7 separate regions of the Sus scrofa genome follow, and all the other regions are linked to region 6. A link is a contact called in public HiChIP or PLAC-seq and promoter capture Hi-C data. All regions are on one chromosome and are shown on one strand. Each heading gives the region's core, a stretch centred on a gene start, on an enhancer-like site or on the middle of the called end of the contact. The rest is flanking DNA. Distances are from core to core; before and after follow the strand shown.

The links. Promoter capture Hi-C pulls out the DNA fragments that hold promoters and counts their contacts. HiChIP or PLAC-seq counts read pairs in DNA pulled down with a chosen protein or histone mark.
Region 1: a contact with region 6 is called in a promoter capture Hi-C map of fetal liver, with 2.2 times the contacts expected there. The contact joins the promoter of FAM129B here to the promoter of TTC16 in region 6. A contact is called at or near these places in 1 of 5 promoter capture datasets (fetal liver) and 1 of 2 datasets of contacts at active chromatin or transcription factors (alveolar macrophages).
Region 2: a contact with region 6 is called in an H3K27ac HiChIP or PLAC-seq map of skeletal muscle. The contact joins the promoter of ST6GALNAC6 here to the promoter of TTC16 in region 6. A contact is called at or near these places in 2 of 2 datasets of contacts at active chromatin or transcription factors (alveolar macrophages and skeletal muscle).
Region 3: a contact with region 6 is called in a promoter capture Hi-C map of fetal liver, with 2.9 times the contacts expected there. The contact joins the promoter of ST6GALNAC4 here to the promoter of TTC16 in region 6. A contact is called at or near these places in 3 of 5 promoter capture datasets (fetal liver, fetal skeletal muscle and liver), 2 of 47 Hi-C or Micro-C datasets (embryonic fibroblasts and omental adipose tissue) and 2 of 2 datasets of contacts at active chromatin or transcription factors (alveolar macrophages and skeletal muscle).
Region 4: an H3K27ac HiChIP or PLAC-seq map of alveolar macrophages shows a contact between it and region 6. The contact joins the promoter of ENG here to the promoter of TTC16 in region 6. A contact is called at or near these places in 1 of 5 promoter capture datasets (liver) and 2 of 2 datasets of contacts at active chromatin or transcription factors (alveolar macrophages and skeletal muscle).
Region 5: a contact with region 6 is called in a promoter capture Hi-C map of fetal skeletal muscle, with 4 times the contacts expected there. The contact joins the promoter of AK1 here to the promoter of TTC16 in region 6. A contact is called at or near these places in 4 of 5 promoter capture datasets (fetal liver, fetal skeletal muscle and liver) and 2 of 2 datasets of contacts at active chromatin or transcription factors (alveolar macrophages and skeletal muscle).
Region 7: an H3K27ac HiChIP or PLAC-seq map of alveolar macrophages shows a contact between it and region 6. The contact joins the promoter of DPM2 here to the promoter of TTC16 in region 6. A contact is called at or near these places in 1 of 5 promoter capture datasets (liver), 1 of 47 Hi-C or Micro-C datasets (embryonic fibroblasts) and 1 of 2 datasets of contacts at active chromatin or transcription factors (alveolar macrophages).

The regions. Positions count from the first base shown.
Region 1 is chr1:268,064,669-268,067,368 of Sscrofa11.1, forward strand. FAM129B (niban-like protein 1) reads right to left here and starts at 1,354. Exons shown (of 14, transcript XM_021069245.1): 1 at 1,019-1,354. The coding sequence starts at 1,073.
Region 2 is chr1:268,382,255-268,384,954 of Sscrofa11.1, forward strand. It overlaps ST6GALNAC6 (alpha-N-acetylgalactosaminide alpha-2,6-sialyltransferase 6), which reads right to left and starts at 1,305. Exons shown (of 8, transcript XM_021069422.1): 1 at 1,265-1,305; 2 at 141-248. The coding sequence starts at 1,290.
Region 3 is chr1:268,401,094-268,403,793 of Sscrofa11.1, forward strand. It overlaps ST6GALNAC4 (ST6 N-acetylgalactosaminide alpha-2,6-sialyltransferase 4), which reads right to left and starts at 1,356. Exons shown (of 6, transcript NM_213784.1): 1 at 1,188-1,356; 2 at 680-766. The coding sequence starts at 691.
Region 4 is chr1:268,342,391-268,345,090 of Sscrofa11.1, forward strand. ENG (endoglin) reads right to left here and starts at 1,328. Exons shown (of 15, transcript NM_214031.1): 1 at 1,004-1,328. The coding sequence starts at 1,070.
Region 5 is chr1:268,364,380-268,367,079 of Sscrofa11.1, forward strand. AK1 (adenylate kinase isoenzyme 1) reads right to left here and starts at 1,280. Exons shown (of 7, transcript XM_003122177.6): 1 at 1,167-1,280.
Region 6 is chr1:268,214,269-268,216,968 of Sscrofa11.1, forward strand. TTC16 (tetratricopeptide repeat protein 16) reads left to right here and starts at 1,291. Exons shown (of 11, transcript XM_021069337.1): 1 at 1,291-1,541. The coding sequence starts at 1,311. It overlaps PTRH1 (peptidyl-tRNA hydrolase 1 homolog), which reads right to left and starts at 1,230. Exons shown (of 5, transcript NM_001258431.1): 1 at 1,134-1,230; 2 at 548-767; 3 at 196-295; 4 at 1-46. The coding sequence starts at 1,229.
Region 7 is chr1:268,422,128-268,424,827 of Sscrofa11.1, forward strand. It overlaps DPM2 (dolichyl-phosphate mannosyltransferase subunit 2, regulatory), which reads right to left and starts at 1,430. Exons shown (of 4, transcript NM_001244059.1): 1 at 1,380-1,430; 2 at 997-1,086. The coding sequence starts at 1,382.

The DNA.
Region 1 (2,700 bases), core at 104-2,603, 150 kb before region 6:
GGCTCTGAGTCCACCGGACAGGGAAGTGCAAATTTAGCAAAGACGAAAGCCTCCTCTTTCCGGAGGCTGCCAGGCCCCATTCCTGCATGGGCCAGTGCACCAGGGCCTGCAAATTAGCTCACCTAAGTCTCTTAATAAGGAGGACCTGTGCTAAGCAAGCTCTGTGAATTATTAGCTCACTTAATTAAGTCTTTTAACCAGGAGGGAAGGGATTCACCCCAGTTTGAAGAGGAGGAAACAGGGGCTGGACATCAAGAGACCTATCCAAGCTACCATGGCTGGGTAACATGCTGAGGTTCCACCCAGGCGGCCTCACCCAGAACTGAGTGAAACCCTCTCTCTCCGTTTCCCAGGGCATTGGGAGAGAACGAACCCAGGACCCTGCTGCAGTCCCTGGGAGTGGGGAGGGGGCAGCTGCCCTTCTCAGAAGGGGCCTCTGTGCCCGGCTGGGAGCAGGAGTGGCTGAAGGAGAGGGCTGAGGAGGCTGGGCTCTGGCCTCGACCAGCCCCTGAACTAGCTGCCAGCAGAAGCAGCACCCTACTGGGCTGGAGCCAGAGGACAGGGGGTCCCACCCACCCCGCCCAGGCCCACTCCCCAGGCTCAGTCTCAGGCCTTGATGAGCCAAGCCCCTGGAAGCCTTGGCCACGTGTACCGGGGCTGGGGCCGGGGCCTGCGGAGGACCGGGACTGCTAGGGAAGGTCAGGACACGCTGGCCAAGTGGGCCTGGACCGCTTCCGGGCAGGGATACCCAAGGTGAAGGGGGCTGCGACCCCTTCCATCGCTTGATTCGGGTAGTGCACTGGAGGATCTGATGAGCTCCAAGGGTGGGGAAGGTGTGCGACCCCCCCAGGAGGGGGAAGGGCGCTCAGACGTAGAAGAAACAGGCTTGGACAACAGTCACTCCCGCCCCTGCCCGGAGCCAGACTCCCAGGAGACCCCAGCCGGCTGGCCGGGATGGGGGCGTGGCCGAGGACGCCCGGCCGGACCCACCAAGTGCGCGGCGCGGCGCGAGACTCACCTGCGATGTGCTGGCGCCGGGCGTCGTCCAGGTGCGTGGACAGCACGTCCCCCATGGTGAAGAAGAACCGCGGCCGGATCCGGCCACCGCCTGCCGCTACCCGCGCTGCTCAGACGGACGCCGCTGGCGCCATGGAGCCGGCCCGCCCAGCTCCCGCCTCTCCCGCCGCCCGTGACTGCGGCCTCCACTCCTCGCGCGCTCCGGTTCCTGCAGGTCCGTTCCCGCAGCGTCGGTTCCCGGGCCGCCTCCGCCTCGCGCCCCAGCCAGCGGCTCAACAGCCCCGCTGCGCCCCGCCCCGCCCCACCAGGCCCCGCCCCCCGATCCGAGCCCCGCCCCCTCCTTGGTGGCGGGCGGGCGAGCGGGCGGGGCAGGGGGCCGGGGATGCCGGGACCGCCTGCAAGACAGAGACAAAGGGAAGGTCGGAGAAAGGCAGCCCGAGGAGTGACGCAGAGCGAGACACGCTGAACCCTAACCGAAACCCAGAAAGAGATGGGGCTGGTGGGGGCATTTGAAAGAACGGGGGCGCCTGGGGGTGTCCAGCCTGAGTGTCACACTCTCCCCCACCCGCACGGGAAGAGATCGGGCCGAGGAGAATGGAGAGGACCGGTAGGCGACGCCTAGGGCCAGGGCTCCAGCCCCTGCTCCCCGCACCGGGCTCCCCTGCCCCCAGCCTCGCCCGCCGCCGCCCGCTCTCAGGAAGTTCCCTGGCCTTGATCCGACCTGCCCTTGAAGGTGTGCCTGTCTTGCACAATAGTACAGGGAAAGGGGAGGTGGCAGGGAGGGCTCCACCCCAAAGGCACCCGAGGTCCCAGAGCCTGGCAGACGTTCCTCAAGCTTAGCATATGGGACAGGGCAAGTCGGCAATGGAAAAAACAATAGCACTTTACGGTTTGTGAAAGACTCAGCTTCCAAGCTCACCGACCAGCATGGACTTTGAGTACAGAGCCTGCGGGGCTGGGCTTGATTGGGTCGTGGGTACCAGGGGAATGCGTTTCAACGCTACCCTCCCAATCCCCCAGGAAGACAGGGTAACCCTTGGGATCCCCAAATCATGGACTGGGGTGGCAGAGGCCGTCCTTGGCTGCTGATGCTCAGACCTCCTGTACTGCCTCCCCAGGGTCAGTCGGTTTGTGCTTGCAAACCCCAGGGGGTGACTACTCACCCCTTCTCTGTGTGCCCCACCCTGTAATTGGACGGCTCTTACTGTAGCTGTGACGTAGGCAGAAAACGATGGCAATAAACATTAACATTGAAGCACAGGAGCTTTGGGCCTGTCAACGCCACAGCAGGTAGGTTTGAAGTTGACGAAAGTGATACAGGCACCCTCCATGCCTTCAATGATAAACACCTGCTTGCCAGGCCCTCTGCAAGATGCTAGGGATGCAAAGAGAGGATGCAAGCTGCCCTACCTGCTCTGTGACCCAAGACAAGTGGCGTTATTGTGAACCTCAGTTTCCTCGTCCGTCACCTGAAAATAACGATGCTTTGTCATGAGGATTAAATGAGATAACAGAGGGACTTAGCCCAGCACCTGGCACAGGATGTGTCCTCTCCATGGACGGAACGCACCATTCTATTATTCATCACGGTCCCTGCCCTCAAGAGCATAGAGAAGCTTGAGGAAGGAACAGAACATTCTGTTTTGAAGAAAATTACAGGAGTAGTACCAGAACTACAAGTTG
Region 2 (2,700 bases), core at 55-2,554, 170 kb after region 6:
CCTCTGACTGGGACACCCACCAGTACCCTGCTCAGGCAACTCATCCTGCAAGCCTAGGGTGGGCCAGAATGTCCCGTGTGCCACCTCCCCGATGGGCTGAGAGCTCTCTGAGGGCGCAGGCGGCACAGGGCCTCACTCACATTCTCCACTGTGCTCCAGGGCCCTGGAGATGGATGCAGGAGGACCACTGAAGGACTTCGTTGTTGGTTATTTTTTTCGTTTTGACTTCGCTCATTATTAAGTAAGATCTTGGGGGTTAAGGGCTCAGAGTCATCTGTCCGATGGCTATAATCACAGCCCCACCCTCAGAGGCGGGGGGCGGGGGGGGGCGGTGTCTCTGGGGACCAAGCAGCCTTGGGTAGCCTTTCCCTCGTGCCCCAGCCCCAGGGGCCTCGGTCACCTCTGCTCCTCCCTCCCCAAAAGACCCCGCCCCCCAATCCACGCAGGGCGCAACTTCTCTGCAGATCTCAATGTCCCCACCTGTCAAAAGGGAGAAAGTACTTGTGTCCAGCCACCTCCAGCAGAATCGAGGCCAGAAGCCACTAAGAGAAGGAGAGCACCAAGAGGGAGAAACTGGGGCCCAGGGGCTCCCCAGCTTCGTCCTCCCCTCCGAGGCCTCCCAGCTCCCGCCACTATCTCCGCCCCCTGACCTAGCAGCTGTTTACTCCTACGCTGTCACCAGGAAGAGCCGGAGAACCCCAGGCCAAAGGAGGTGCCCCCACGCCACTCCTGATTGGTTAGGCCCTAGCCCCTCCCACTGCCCAACCCCGCCCCCTCTCCTGGGACCCCCCCCCCACCGCCTCCAAGCCCTGCTTCAGGTTTCGCTGCAGCCAGACTTCAAAGCCAGTCGGGGAGGCCCCGCGACTTTCATCGGCGACTCTCATCGGGTCCGGTCCCTGCGGTCCAGATCAGGAAACTGAGGCTCATCAGAAGGGAGGTGCGGCGTGTCCTTGGTCTCATAGCCCCTTAGGGCAAAAGTCGTCCAGAATCCCTGGGTCCCCCATCTGCCCGGACGCCTCTGGCATTCCAGCTGCCTCTCTGAGCTGAGCCTCCTCTCTCACTCCCTTTCCTTCACTAAGCTCCCAGACACACCAGGAGCACTCCAGTTCCCAGGCCCAGCCCCCACTTGCCCACCTTTGCCTGAGCAGTGCCCTCAGCCAGGGCCACTGTACCCTTGGTCGGCCCCATCACAGTCCTGCTCTGAGTAGGCCGTGATCAGTACAGCTTCTCAAGTTCAAGTGGGAATCCCGGTTCCACCACTTACTGGCTGAGGGGCCTCGGACAAGCCATGGGACCTCTCTGAGCCTCAGTTTCCTCATCTGTGAAATGGAATAATAAGAATAGGTAACTCACAAGGTTGTTAGGCTTCAAGCAGATATGGCAAGGGTTTGAAAGTGCTTGGTCAGTGCCAGCCACTGTTAGTTTTCTGGTTATTCATTGTTCAAGGCCTGCCTGTCCATGAGCTTGCCCCAATCCTCTGATGCCTAGCCGGGAAACTTCCCTCTAATATCAATGAAGGCCGAGCCCTTGCTAAGCACCACCCACTCACTGAGTCTTCCTGGTAATTCTGCACAGTAGGGGCTCTTATCCCCACTTCACAGACGAGAAGACTGAGGTTCAGAGAGCAGAGCACTGTCCAGAGCTTGCTGGGGAACCTTTTTCCTGGTCCCAGGGTTGAGCCTGACCAGATCTCCCTCAAGGATCCCTCAGGGCTGGAACTGACCAGACGCCACGACTGTGCGCCCAGCCCCCGGCCCAGCAGCAGGGAGCAGGCGTGTTGGGGAGCAACTTGCTCAGGCTAGGGAGGCTGCAGCCCAGAGCTCTGAGCCAGAAGCGTGGTCTCGGCCCCAAGGTGGGCCGCGCCGAGGGGCTGAATCATGGGCTAACCGGTGGGGGCCACACCCTGCCCTCTGTTTGGGGGCTTTGCTTCTCCTAGCTCAGGGAGTCCTGCAGGGTCAGGACACCCCGATGAGCCGCGTGGGAGGAGAGCTCCCCGAAGTCGGGGGAGGGGAGCTCCTATTTCCAAATGGGGGGGGCCCGAAACCGTGGGTCCACCTGGGAGGGGGGCGACTCACCCTCTGCGCACCGACTCCCCTGACCTCCCCCCCAGCTCCAGCACTCTGGGGAGTCCAGAGCTCCAGCCTCAGCTGGGGAGAGAAGGGAGGCAGGAAGGCGGCAGGGTCTCCGAGCTCTAAGGGGGAAGTCAGCGGCAGGAGGCCCCGCGAACCCCACGACAGCCCTTGGGCGCGAGGGCCAGGATCTCCAGGCGCAGTTGCCAAGAGTGAGTGGGTCTAAAGGAGCCCCGGGGGCCCCCGCATCAATCTCCATCCTCAGCGGCTCCCGACCCCCCACACCAGGGGCGCTGACAGCGCCCCCTTCCCGCTGCCCGCCCCCGCGCGGCGCCCGCTCACCTCCCCGGGGGAGCGCCCGGCCCCCGGCGGCCCCCGAGCCCCCTCACGTGGCGCCGGGAGCCGAGAGCCGGGGTCCGCGCTCCTCTGGCCGCCCAGGCCCCGCCGCAGCCCCGGCCCGCCGGGTCCTAGCGCCGCCGCTCGCCGCTGGGGCCCAGGCCTGGGAGGCAGGCGGAGCCTTGAGGGGCCGCGGATGGCTCCGCCCCCGGGCGGTGCAAGCGGGGAGTGGGTGAGCGAGGCGACCCCGGGTCCCCGGGCACCGGAGCGCCTCGATTACGCCTCTGGGCAGCCT
Region 3 (2,700 bases), core at 106-2,605, 190 kb after region 6:
CTTAACCTGGGAACTTCCATATGCCGTGGGTGAGGCCCTAAAAAGCCAAAAAAAAAAAAAAAAAAAAAAAAAAAAAGAAGAAAAGAAAAAGAGAGAAAATTAGAGGTAAAAAAAGCAGCCCCCATCACTTCCTGCCAGAGACCCACCCTTTTCTGCCCACAAGCCACTTCAGTTTCTAAAAATAAATCTGCAGGCCAGCTGCATGGAGGAAGGGGGTTCAGCCCCTGAGGCCCCAGGCTGTGCCTGACACCTGGTCCCCTGCCCACAGGGGACCCAGAGGCCTTGATTCAGGCAGCTGTGGCTGACTCCTCACAACAGCCAGGGCTTTCTCCAGGGGCTGCTGAGTAAAGTCAAGGGCAGCTACACTGAACTTTCCCAACATATCCCCTCCCAGGCAGATGCTCACCTGGGTGACCTTGGGGACACTCACAGGAGGCAGTGTATTATCTGTATTTTACAGCAAAGAGGAGCAAGGCACTGAAATCAGAGAGAGAATGCCACTTGCCTGGGCCACACAGCCTGCCTGATCAGGGACGGACTTTGAGGCCAGCCTGCCCTTCTCCTCTGAGCCGCGGAGTCAGAAGGGACAGTCAGTTCTGGGGTGGGAGGGGCTTCTGAGGCTGCTGTGCCAGAAGCCACCTCTGAGTCCCCTGTGAGCCTTCCCCCTTCCTTCACTTACTGGAGGCTTCATGCTGTCGCTGCTACTCAGCAGGCTGGTGGCTGCTGCCTCCAGGGATCAGGCCGGGAAGGGACCGGAGCCGGGGACCTGCCAAGAGCCAGAACCTCAGAGTTGGGTCCCAGGCCTCTGAGGAAACTGGCCAGAGAAACTGAGGCAGGAGAGGGTACAGGCCAGAGTCAAGGCAGATGGCTTCTGGGAATCAAATGCCTTAAAGTCCCCAAACACGGGGAAGCAGTGTCCCCATCCTAAAGGAGCTAGAATCGGTGACCCTTGGGAAGTCCCTGCCAACCCAGGCGCCATCGTGCAGATGGAGAAGGAGGCGGACACGGGGAGACCTCGGTTCAAGGTCACCCACGGAGTCTGGGTCAGAGAGAACCAGGAGCCTGGAGCCCCGACTCCCATCGCATCGTTCCTATTTCACCAACGGAGAGGCCTGGGGCGGGACAGGACGAGGGATTCCCACCCCACTCCCAGATTCCACCGCCCCTCTCCCCGGCCGGGCGCGAACCTGGAGGGCGGCTTGGGACGGGCCGGCTGCTCCCGATCCGCTGCTCGGAGCTCCATGGCCCGTGAGCCGGACTGCCGGACTGGAAGCCGGAGCCCCGGGGCGGAGGCGGCGCGGCGCGGCAGCTTCTGGAGGCTGGAAGCCGAACCAGCACCGCCGCCGGGGCGGGGCTTGCGGGGACGGGGCGGAGACAGGCGCGCTAGGGGCGGGGCGAGGGACGTGAGCCGCGGCGGCGCCGAGGCGGCCAGGACCCGGGACCCCGCCTCAGCCGCGGGGGGCGGAGTCTGACCTCCCGCATCTCCCCTCTTCCGCGCTCCCGCGCTTCGCCCAACCTCCTACGGGGGATGGGAGTAGGTGGGGCGCAGAGGGAAAAAACAGCCTGGAGGGTGTCGGAACCTCTGCCCCGGTTCTCCGGCCACCGGACTGGAGTTTCTTCTCCATTTCGGAAGCCGGCGAGGGTAGGGTGGGGGTTAAGCGGGGTTTTAGGGTCAGGCGGCCCCGGGTATCAAGATAGTAGGGTTGCCAGATTTAGGAGGTAAGATAGAAGATGCTCACTTATATTGGAATTTCAGAAACAGCCAATGCCCATAATTATATGAAAAAAATCTGAAATCTCACCGTAACTGGGCGCCCTGTGTTTTCTCTGGCAGCCTTACCTGCACCACCTCTGACGGCGTGACCTTCACCTTGAAACTGACAGTATTAAGGGCCTGAACCTAGCCAGAACACAGGTTGGGACTTGAACCCACGTGCACCAGGGGACTCGAACCCAGCCTGAACCTAGACTGGGACTTGAACCCAAGGTTTTGGGGTTTTTTTTTTTTGGTCTTTTTGACATTTCTTAGGCCGCTCCTGCGGCATATGGAGGTTCCCAGGCTAGGTAGGGGTCTAATCGGAGCTGTAGCTGCCAGCCTACGCCAGAGCCCCAGCAACGCGGGATCCGAGCCGCGTCTGCGACCTACACCACAGCTCACCGGCAGTGCCAGATCGTCAACCCACTGAGTAAGCGCAGGGGTCGAACCTGCAACCTCATGTAAACCCACGGTTTTAAATTAGAATCCCTCATTCTGTGTCTGGACTCACTGAGGCTGAGAAGGAATTCAACCTCAAGGTTGAAAGAACTCAGCCAGAGACAAAGTGATAGGCAAGAAATAGATTTATTAGGATAGGACGCTTGGGAGAGATGGAAGCTCTGCCTCCAGGATCTGGTGCTTTTATCATCCAAGGGGAGTTGGGGTTGGAAAAGCCCGCCTCTTCCTTTCTGGAAGTAGTAGCTCCTCCTTAGTAAGGTGTGGATTCAAATCCGCAGAAGGGTGGTCTTCAAATTCTTGCCCTTGGTCTGAATATGCCTGCAGGCCTCATCCCATCCCCCACCCAACGACCTGAGGCCGTTCTCAAGGCTCCACTCATGCAGCAAAGCTGCCTTGTTCCGATAGCTTTTGTGAGCAATTGATTTACTTACAGCGATCTCCCCTAAGTTTCCCTCATTATCCGTGGTCCTTTATTGGGATTTCTA
Region 4 (2,700 bases), core at 78-2,577, 130 kb after region 6:
GGATGAGGGGTTTTAAAATGCTCCGGGGTAGGGGAGGGTGGGAGAGGGGCGGCCAGGCCACCACCACTGCCACCACCACTTTTCCCATCCTTTCCCTCACCCCAGATCCTTCAGGGAGGTCCCTGATGTCCCAGAGGAGAAGGGCCGTCCACGAGGCCATGCTGGGGCTTTAGGTGGCTGAGGGACCCGGCACAGGGAGACCCACAGTGAGAGCGATGAGGGCGCCTCTGCCTGCCCCTCATCTGGTCATTTTGGAAGACAGCAGAGGCCACGATGGCCCGGAAAAGCCCCCAGGCTCAGGAGCCTCTGCAGAGCCCTGCATCCGGCCTGTGCCCCCATCTCAGTGGCTTCTTGCGAGACCAGAGGCAGAGAGAGGGCTCGGTCTGTCTGAAGGGTTTGGGTCCCAGGGAAGGGGAGAGTGAAGGGTTTTAAAACTAATCATAAAACAACAACAGCATAGACACGAGCAGCCGGCCTGAGGGGTCTCTACAAGCACCGCCTCACCACCGACTTTCCCCACAGCCCTAAGGGAGTTCTGTGACCACCCCGCTTGGCTCAGAGGCCCAAAGGCCATCCCCCAAGATCACACCAAGTAAATAACATGAGATTTGAACCCAGAGCCCACATTCTGACTGTGAGGCCATGCGTCCCCCCTCCCCACACGTTCCTTAGATGAGACACTTAAGGCCCAGAGAGGGCAAGAGAATCTCCAGGAGCTGCCCAGCACGCTGGGACCTGGGCTTCCTGGGGAGAAACTGGACGTAGCTGGGAGGGCACAAGCCAGAGGCCCTGGTTAAGGAAAATAACTCATCCTTGTCTGCCTGAGTCTATAAGGGCTGAAGGTTCTGGTCCTGCCAAATCAGGATAATTCGTCACCCTATGGTACCCCCAGGACAGGAGCTCAGGGCACAGGAGCTCAGGGCACAGGGAGGCCAGGAATACTTGGGGCCTGGTCTGTGCCCCAGGGGCCAAGTCTCCCCACCTCGGGTCCCTGGACACCTACCTGTGGGGCCGAAGCTGCAGACGGCCAGCAGCAGGGCGATGGCCTGGGGGAGCATGCCACGGTCCATGCTGTCCACCCTGGGGTCTGTGCGCTGGGCCTTATCCGGTGTCCAGGGGCAGGGCTGCCGACGGGCGCGGGGGCCGGCGTGGGCTCTCTCGGGGACCCAAGGGGAGCAGGCAGCTGGAGCGACAGCGTCCCTGCTCCAGCCTTCTGAGGTGGCGGCCGAGGGGTCAGGAGAAGTGGGCACGAGAGCGCAGGAACGGGCCGGGGGTCGCTGGCCAAAGGATGAGCGGGGAGGGGCGGCTGGGCCTCCGTGGACGGCGGTGGCGGCGGCGGCCGGCCCGGCCTGTGGATGCGGATGGAGGCTGGGGTCTGACCGGCAGCAGTGGGGAGCTCCCGGCTCATCCAGCCTGGCCCGGGGAGGCAGGAAATGCGCTTCCTTAGAGAAGGGGCCGGGCCAGGCGGCCTGCCAGGCGGGGAGAGGAAGTGCCACGGGCTTTGTCGCTGGGTGGGGGCCCTGGGGCGGGGGGGGGGGGGGGGCATGGGGTGGGAGGACCCAGGCTCCAGGCTTGTCTCCCTACACACCCCACCCTCCCTCCCATCGCACCCTCTCCGGGACTGGCTGGTGGGGAGCGTCTGGCAGCCCCCACAGGGCAGATGCAAAGAATCATCCCAAGAGCCCACCAAGGGGGAACGTTCGGGGGCCAGGTTTGGCCAAGGTGCTTCACGGGGAACAGCTTAACTCACTGTTCCCATTTTGCACAGGAGGAGACCGAGGCCTGATGCGGTGAGATAACTGGCCCAAGAAGATGGAGGAGTTGGGATTTGAACAGGGCTCACTGGGCACCCCAGCTGGTTTACATTAAGTGTGACGCTGGGCTGGTGTCCCCTTGTTTTGTAAGCAGGAAAACTGAGGCCCGGGATAGGGGAGGAACGCTCCCGAGTCGGCACAACCCAGCAGCTGGGGCTGAGGTCTCAGGGCCCAGAGAGGACAGGGGACGTGCCCAGGGCCATGCACTTTATGTCTGCCCCTCCAAGCTTGGAAAATCCTTCAGGGACCAAAGACATCCCAAATGAAGGAGGACACACGTGCATGGCATTTCTGGAGTAGGATGGCCCTGGGTTCTAGACCGCACTGTGCTTGCTCTGAGCTGTGGGATCCTGAGCAAGGGACCTCCAGCCTCAGTCACCCTGCTCGTAAAGTCGGGTACACCCCCGCCTTCTTCACCAGGCTGTTGTGGGATTTCCATGGGCCTGGCGCTCCGGAAGTGCTCCCACATCAGTGCTCCCTGAGGTTGGCAGACAATCCCAGAATTGACCCTCGTTCATCTTGCAAACAGTGAGTGGCCTCCAGGGAGCTGGACACAGGTAGTGCTTTGGGTCAGACTTACGTGCTCAGGGAGGCTCGGAGGAGGAAGCCCCAGTTGCCTGGAGGAGGTGGTATTCAGGCCTGGCCTGCCCAAGACTGGGCAAGTTGTGTGTGTTGTGGGGGGGTGGGCAGAAAAAGAGGTGAGCAGGGCATGTCAGGCAGGGGACCAGCCTGAGCAGGGGCACAGAAGCAAGAAGTGGCCGACCACCATGGGACAGCCAGAGGCACAGTGGGGACAGGAAGCCTGGGGAGACAGACTCTGGCCCTGCTCTGAGAGGGGGTTCTTTTTTTTTTTTTTTAGAAATAGACTCAAGGAGTTCCCGTTGAA
Region 5 (2,700 bases), core at 30-2,529, 150 kb after region 6:
TGCCACCCGTGGGGTATGAGTTATAGCCTCTTTCCTGCTGAGTGTGCTTAAGAAAGGGTCAGAGCGGCCAATGTCCCTCCATAGCTGGTGGGGGAGGGAGAGGGTCCCCAGGCCAGGGACAGCCTGCAGAGACACCCTGAGGAGTGGCCTCGACCTACCCTGCCCCACCTGCTCCTGGTAACCTAAGCCCCTCTGTCCTGCTGGCACCTGCCATTTCTTGGCCCAAAATAACTTGGTTGTGAGGAGTCCACACAGAGGCCAGGGGTCCGGGACAGAGTTAGGTTACGGGCTCAGCACCCAGGCCTTATAAGGCCCCCAAGTCAGGGCCAAGGTAACTCCTAGCATGACTAGGTGGTCTGCTGAGGGGCCTGGGGAACAGAGGCCCAGAGGGACAGTGACTTAACCTCAGTCACAGGGCAAGGCCAGAGCGAGACCCAAGTTTCCCAGCTCCTGACCAAAAGCACCTTCCCAGGGGTTGGCGATTGGCTAGGGTTCAAATCCCAACTCTATCATTCAGCTGTGTGACCTTGGGCAGCTGGTATGCCCTCTCTGGGCCTGTACCCCCAGGCTCTGTCCTGCTGCTGCTCAAGAGTCCTAGGTAGGTAGCTGAGCAATACTCAGGAAAGGCCCCGTGGGCTGGGCCCCCGAGCTCCCACAGAGCCCCTGACCTTTCAGGAGGCAGGGGCAGGCACAATCATGAGGGGGCTTGCCTTCCGTGCCCCCAGCACTCGAAACAAGACGGGATCGCTCCTCCTATCCCCTAGTCTGCTCCCGCCCCGGTCCTGGGGCAGGGAGTCAAGCCACAGCGCCCCCTCCCCGGGCCCGCCCGAGCTGGGCCGTGCCAAGGGCAGGGACCTGGAGCCCCGGGAGTGCCAGTGGGACAAAGGGGTGACTGTCACGGCGGCTGGGACACACACACACACACCCCCATCCACAAAGGCACACACAGTGTGGCACAAATACCCAGAGCAGAGCCTGGAGAATACAAGCAGGCAGATGCATTCAGATCACAACCAAGAATACCAACACACAGCCACACAAACCCCAAGAATACCTTGCCACACGCAAGCACGCAGACCCCCCTCCCCAGGTGCGTGTGGCTCCCCCACTCCCTGCAGGGGCGCCCCCCTTCACGTGCACAGGCACACACACGGGCACACACTGACCTGGGGGAGGGGTGCGAGTGGGCTCCGGGGCCAGTGCGTGCCCTACCCGTCCTGCCGGGCCGCCTGCAAAGGCGACTATTTATAAGGCTGTCAGCAGCGCGCGGCATGCCGGGAGCCAGCGTTCCGAGCTGCCAGGGAGGGGGGTACGGAGGGAGGGAGAGCGGGAGAGCGGGCCGGGAAGGGAGGGGGCGCTGGACCAGAGCGGAGCCCTGGCGGGAGGCCAGACCGGTGCCCCTGCCATGCACCCCCAGGTGGCTGTGCCTGCAGGCGCATGGCTCCTTCACAGTTTTTCCAGAGGGTTTTTCATTCCTGCATTACCTCCACTGTGTCCACATCACTCCAGGGGGCCGGGACCAGGGACAGTGGCTGGGGGTGGGGGGAGGACTGAGGCTCTTTGCACAAAATCCCACCCACAGCAAGTTGGTGGCAGAGAGAGGCCAGAACCAGACAGAGGGTGACTGAGGCATGGATTCTGGGGACTGTGCTGGCCAGATAGTCCCCCAGCCCCTCCTCAGATCCTGCCCAGAGGCTTTGGGGCCAAGAGCCACCTGGAACTCCTCCTTCTCTGTTGAAAGGGGCCCCAAACGATCCTCTGGGCCTGAAACCCCTCAGGACCCCAGAGATTGCCCACATATCCATCTCCCAGATGGTGACTGTGTAGAAGATGATAAAAACCAGCCCTGGAGTTCCCGTTGTGGTGCAGCGGAAACAAATCCGACTAGTATCCATGAGGATGCAGGTTCAATCCCTGGCCTTGCTCAGTGGGATAAGGATCTGGTGTTGCCATGAGCTTGGGTGTAGGTCACAGATGAGACTCGGATCCTTTACTGCTGTAGCTGTGGCTTATGCCTTTAGCTGTAGCTCTGATTTGACCCCTAGCCTGGGAACTTCCATATGCCACCCGTGCAGCCCTAAAAAGCAAAAAAAAAAAAAAAAAGCAGCCCTGCCCCCATGAAAAGGCTGTGGGTACCCAGATGGGGGAATGATAATCCTGATGAAAAGAATAGCTCCAATTACTGAGACTCACTGGCACCAGATGTTGGGCAGAGCACTGGACTCAGACCACGTCTGTTAGTCATTAAACGCCGAGAAGGAAAGTGAGGGTCACAGCTGTAAAAGAACTTGCCTGAGGTTCCCAGGTAGAAGGTGATGTATTTACCCAGCATTCTGCACAAGACCAGGACATAGCAGTAGCTGTTCAGTGATGTAGCAGGACAGAGATGAGAGCCTAGGACCATGCAGTTTCCGAACTCATGCACTTGGAGTTCCCTGATGGCCTAGAGGTTGAGGACTCGGAGTTGTCACTGCTGTGGCTCGAATCTGATGGAACGTCTGGCCTGGGAACTTCTGCATGCCGCAAGCACCGCCAAAAACAAAACCAAAAAAAAAAAAAAAAAAAAATTCATGCACCTGACCACTAGATCACATCAAGACATTGAAGGCAGCAGCTCCAGATGGTGGAGTGGGTTGAATTTGGAATTTGTCTTATAGGCACTAGGGAGCCACAGAAGGTGTTTAAGCAAGAGGGTGAGAC
Region 6 (2,700 bases), core at 41-2,540:
ATTGGAGTTGAGGCAGCTAATACAGGAACGGACTCCATTGTGGCCCCTGCAAGGGATGAGAGAAGGTCAGTTAGGGCTTCCTTGGCCCCATCACCTTTGACCCTATGCCCTGTGGACACTGGGGTCGGCAACCCTGCCCCATTCCAACTGGGACACAAGTTTCCTTATCCCAGCCTGACCAGCTCAGGGCCTCACCTGGCGCTTCCTCCCAACTTCAGAGCCAGTTTCCCCAGTGGCTTGTCCAGCTCATCGTGCACCAGGTAGACCTCCTCAGCAGTCAGCCCAAACAGCTCCGCTTGGCACAGGGGAAGAGAGGGCCTGGTTACTGCTGATCCGCCCAGATGGGCTGTCCCCACTGAAGGCTCCCCTGAGGCGGGGCAGCAATTCACTCCACTTGTCACATAGAGAAATTGAGGCTCTCACAATTACCCAAGACCAGGCAGCAATTGGAGCTCAACAGGCATCTGGAGCTCCAGGTGAACCGATCTGTGGCAGCCTAGGCTCTGGCAGCCTCCCGGCAGCCCACCCCCGGGGGCCATCAACTCACCTGCCCGAGCCACGCTGCGCCCGTTGTTGTTCATGAGTCGCCGCGGCCGGAGCAGGACCACCTGGGCATCCCCGAGCGAGGCCAAGGCGAGGTCGGCGGCACAGCGTGCGTCGCGTGCCCAGCTCTCTGCCACACCCAGCCGCCGCGCCAGCTGCCCGAGCACTGCCATGCCCACGCTGTGCCGCGTGCCGGGCAATCCAGGGTTCCCCAGGCCGGCCACCTGTGGGTGGTGCCGGGGAAACTGAGGTCGAACAACTCTAACCCATCCTCTATCTCACAGCGCTTCCCAGGACCCAAAGCAGAGGAAGGTAAATAGAAGGCAGGGCTGGAGTGGGTTAAGGGGCGTGAAGAGGGGCCCAAGAATCCTCGGAGACTCCAGAAGGCCGAGTAGAAACTGTTCCTCCCCCGGTGGACAGGCAGGGCGCCCCGGTCCAGGAGCAGAGTTCCTGGGAGTTTGGAGCCCATCTGAGCATCGGACCCATTTCTGGATAAATCTGAGACAAGGAACTGGGGGGACTATGCCCTGGAGACAGAACAGGAGCTAAGTCCTGGGAGCCCCTACGCTGCCGTCCCCTACTCCACTCACCAGCCACCGCTTCCCCGGGGGCCGGGGTTCCAAAACACACCGGCTCATGGCCCGACTCAGCCACAGACCCTCGCGCGAGAGGCGGGGAGGCGGCATGTTGCCCCCATTCACGGTCCGGACCCCGCCTCCTGACGTCAGCCAGCTATTGACCAATCGCGGCCGCCATCTGTCCAAAAAATGGCCGTCAGCGCCCAATCCAAGGCGAGTTACGCGGCCGCCACGCTTCTGAGGGGCGGAAGCGGCTGGGCGGTGGCCTTGTCAGGACGCCCCCGCGCATTCCGCTACAAAGTGTCGCCTTGTCCTACGCGACTTGTTGGGGACTCTCGGAGCCTTTGCTTGGCCTCCAGATTGGGAAGAAGGAGCCATGTGTTGGCCTCAGCTGTAGGCCTGCCTCGACGCAGCAACCAGGAAAGTCCATTCCTCTTTGTAGACCTCCCCCTCCCCAGCTAATAAAAACTTGCTAGCGTCCTTCCGGCTCTGTTTGAGATTGGATTCCAGGGATTAGAGGTTTCGGATTCCGGGGGCGTGGCTGGAGGGGCGGAGCCTGTGAGTATCCTGGAGATGATGCCTAGCAACGTCAGGGGTCTGGGCGGGGAGGCGGGTGAGAGAGCAGGCTCAGGCCCTGGGGTCTTCCTGGAAGGGGCCTCATGACAGACTCCAGAGAGGTGCGAGAAAGCTAAAGCAGAGGCAGAGGGTCGGGGTAGAAGAAACCGCGTCTGGGTTCGCAGGAAAGGTTTTAAGTAGGAGAGATAAACTCAGTTCGATTCAGGAAAGTCCCCGGCCGCTATGCAGAGAACAGAGGGCTTAGGACATGTAGCTGGTGGGGAGGTCAGAAGCGTGACCAGAGCGGGCATACAGGCAGAGATGGCATTGGCCCAGACGAGAGGATGAGAGAAGAGGAGGCATCTGAGAGAGCTTTAGAAAGTAGGATAGACAGGACTTCAGAACTGATGGGACATAGGTTCCTGGCTTGGGTGGTTGGCAGAGCAGGTGGACTCATGGTGGTGGGAAAGCCTGGGGCAGAAGTCAGGTGAGGTGCTCAGTTTGCCCTACTGCATGTGTGCCAGGGTCCCACAGGATATGCAAGAAGATGCTGCACCCCCAGGGCCTGCGGCTTGGGGCAGGGCCTGAGCAGCAGGCAGAGCTTTGGATGTCAGTAGCTGGAGGTAGGAGCTGAGGGAAACCAGGAGGAGAGCAGAGGACAGTATGAGCCTGAGACCCCTGGAGAGAGGTTAAGGGGAATGTGGCCAGCAGTGCCCACCAGACCCCAGATCCTGCCTCCTCCCAGGCCTCATTGTCCCCCCACCTCCTCCATCCTGTAAAATACTTGAGAAGAGTGTGAAAGTGGAGTGGGGGTTGTCTCTGAGGCCAACTCCGCTTGCTGTCGCTTGGTTCCAGGATGTTCTGGAGCTTGACCAGGCTCCCTCACAGCCCATCCCAAAGCCATGGGTGATTCCGGTCCCAAAGGGGATCCTACAGTACATCTTTGGGACCAGCCAGGTGTTCAGGAACTTCGATGATATAAAACCAAAGTCCACGGGGTTACCAGTGCTCCTCAAAATCAAGG
Region 7 (2,700 bases), core at 180-2,679, 210 kb after region 6:
TGAGGAATCCCAATCTGGGCTCCAAGATCTTTTGTTTTTGTTTTTGTTTTGCTTTTTAGGGCTGCACCCTCGGCATATGGAGGTCCCCAGGCTAGTGGTGGAATCGCAGCTACAGCTGCCAGCCTACATTACAGCCACAGAAATGCGGGATTTGAGCCGCATCTGCAACCTACACCACTGCTCATGGCAATGCCGGATCCTTAACCCACTGAGCAAGGCCAGGGACTGAACCCGCAACCTCATGGTTCCTAGTTGGATTCGTTTCCACTGCGCCATGACGGGAACTCCACAAAAGTTTTCTTTACTAAGATTTTTCTCCCAAAGAACATCAAGTTCTGCAAGATTTTGCTTCCCAGAGTTCCTGTCGTGGCTCAGTGGTTAACGAATCCGACGAGGAACCATGAGGTTGTGGGTTCCATCCTTGGCCTTGCTCAGTGGGTTAAGGATCCGGCGTTGCCATGAGCTGTGGTATAGGTTGCAGATGCCGCTTGGATCCCACGTTGCTATGGCTCTGGTGTAGGCCGGCAGCTACAGCTCCGATTCGATCCCTAGCCTGGGAACCTCCACATGCCACGGGAGCGGCCCTAGAAAGGCAAAAAAAAAAAAAAAAAAAAAAAGATTTTGATTCCCAAACACACTGCACATTTTAACACATTTTTCCACCGGGGGGGGGGGGGATATCCCAAAGACCCTCACAAAACCCATTGGCACTTGTCATGCCCAGGAGCCCGCAGGATAACCAGAAGGACTAGAACTCCCATTAAAGGCACAGGACCTTACAGTGTAGTGGTTCAGGATTCTACCTTAGGTCTGAACCTTCTCCTTGAGCCTCGGCTTCGTCATCTATACAATGGGGACACCGCTAGTGTCGTCCTCCTACTGCTGCTCTGACGCTTTCATTACATGGGCAGGTAGGCCTGTCACGTGCTTAAATGTTAGGAGTTGGCTTCAAGATCTAGGGATAGGAGGTGAGAGCGGACGAGGAAGCACACATACCAACAGAATCACCCAGGTGGTGTAGTACGTGAAGATGATCAGGCTAACGGCGACGAGGCCGAGTCCCACCACCTGGTCTGTCCCTGTGGCCTGGAGAAAAGGGAAAGCTCAACTGAGGAAGTGACCCTCCATTTAGGTGCACTAACGGAGGGGGGAGTTGCCGCCTGATTACGCCCATTCACTCAGCAGGCGTATCCGACGTGGCTGACGAGGTTTCCATTTCCTGGCTTGAGACAGAGTGCAGGCTAAAGACCTACCACCCGTACGATGGGCCGGCGGGAGAGTGATCCCGGCTCCCGAGAGCTCAAGCCTCAGCTTCTGAGTAGACCTAGGACCCCACACCCAGACGCCCTCATTCCCAGGACTCCCAGCCCCAAGCTCACCATTTCCCCAGCGCTCCAGGCACCGGAGCCGTAAGCCACATCCGGTTCCGCATCCGGGCCCTCCTGGCCTTGGGCCGCGGGGCCCGTCGGGAGTCGTAGTCTTTAGGCAGTCCCAGGACTACGTCGCCCAAGACAGGCAGGCACCGCCTCCCCTTTGCATTTCGGGAAATGTAGTTTTCAAGAGTATTGTGGGCCGTGTTTCCGAATCACCCTGGGAAATGGGACCCAGTGGGGAACCCAGATAGGCTGCATTTATGGTCTCAGTCGGGTCGAACTCGACCCAGAAAAAAACCCCATCTCAATATCCGAGTCCCAAGGCCAGAGCGGGATGGGGTGGGGGGTCGAAAGTCCCATATTTGAGACGGGGAAAATGAGGCTCAGAAAGAGGCAAGCACTTGAAGATCACAATCCGAGTAGAGGGTGCAGCCGACTCCAGAACCCGAGGGCGCTACTTCCTGGTGTGGTGGCCCCAACTCTTCTGTTGAGGGTAGGGTGCAGACAAACGTTCACCGGATAATGCTGAGGGTGGAAGCCTTAACTAATTTTACTCCACAATCTCTTAATGATACTGCAGAAGCTATTCCTACCCTAAATATGGAACAAAAACAAATAAGAAAAGTAGTGCTGCAAAACCGAATGGCCTTAGACATACTCAGTGCAGGCCAAGGAGGTACCCGTGCTGTCATAAAATCTGAATGTTGTGCCTATATTCCTGATTATTCGCAGAACGTGTCTGATTCCCTGCGAGATCTCCGGCAGCAGATTCGTGAGATGTCTGATCCAGCTCCATCCAGCTTTTAGAGCTGCCCTCTGGAACGGGTTGACCTCCTCCTCCTCCTGATGGAAATATTTGTTCACCATAGTCATCATTGTGATCTTGAGCCTTTTATTTGGACCCTAGATAATTAATTGTAGGTCTTGCTTTGTTATGTCCTGATTAAAAGCTATCAACCTACAGATAGTGAAAGAAAGGGTACCCAAGGTAATGTATTGAAGCCCACTCAACCGACCGTGCCATGAGTGGAGACCTAACCACTTTCCCTAAGGACACCCCTTGTCAGCAGGAAGCAGTCAGAGCAGTCGGTCATTGTCCCCCCGCCTCCAAAGTTAAAGTCTCCAACTCTGGGGGCAGGGGGGGGGGGCACTGAGGCAGAATAGTCACTCAGGTAGTCAGTGTTAGGAGCTTGGGCTTCGATGCATTCTTGGATATGTCTATTGATTAACATTTGCGGCTAAAGGGCTCCAGGGAGTAACATCCCCACATGCCTTGTTTCCTCCAGGGAGTGTACCTACGCCCAGACGGACATTAATCTCAAAGCCC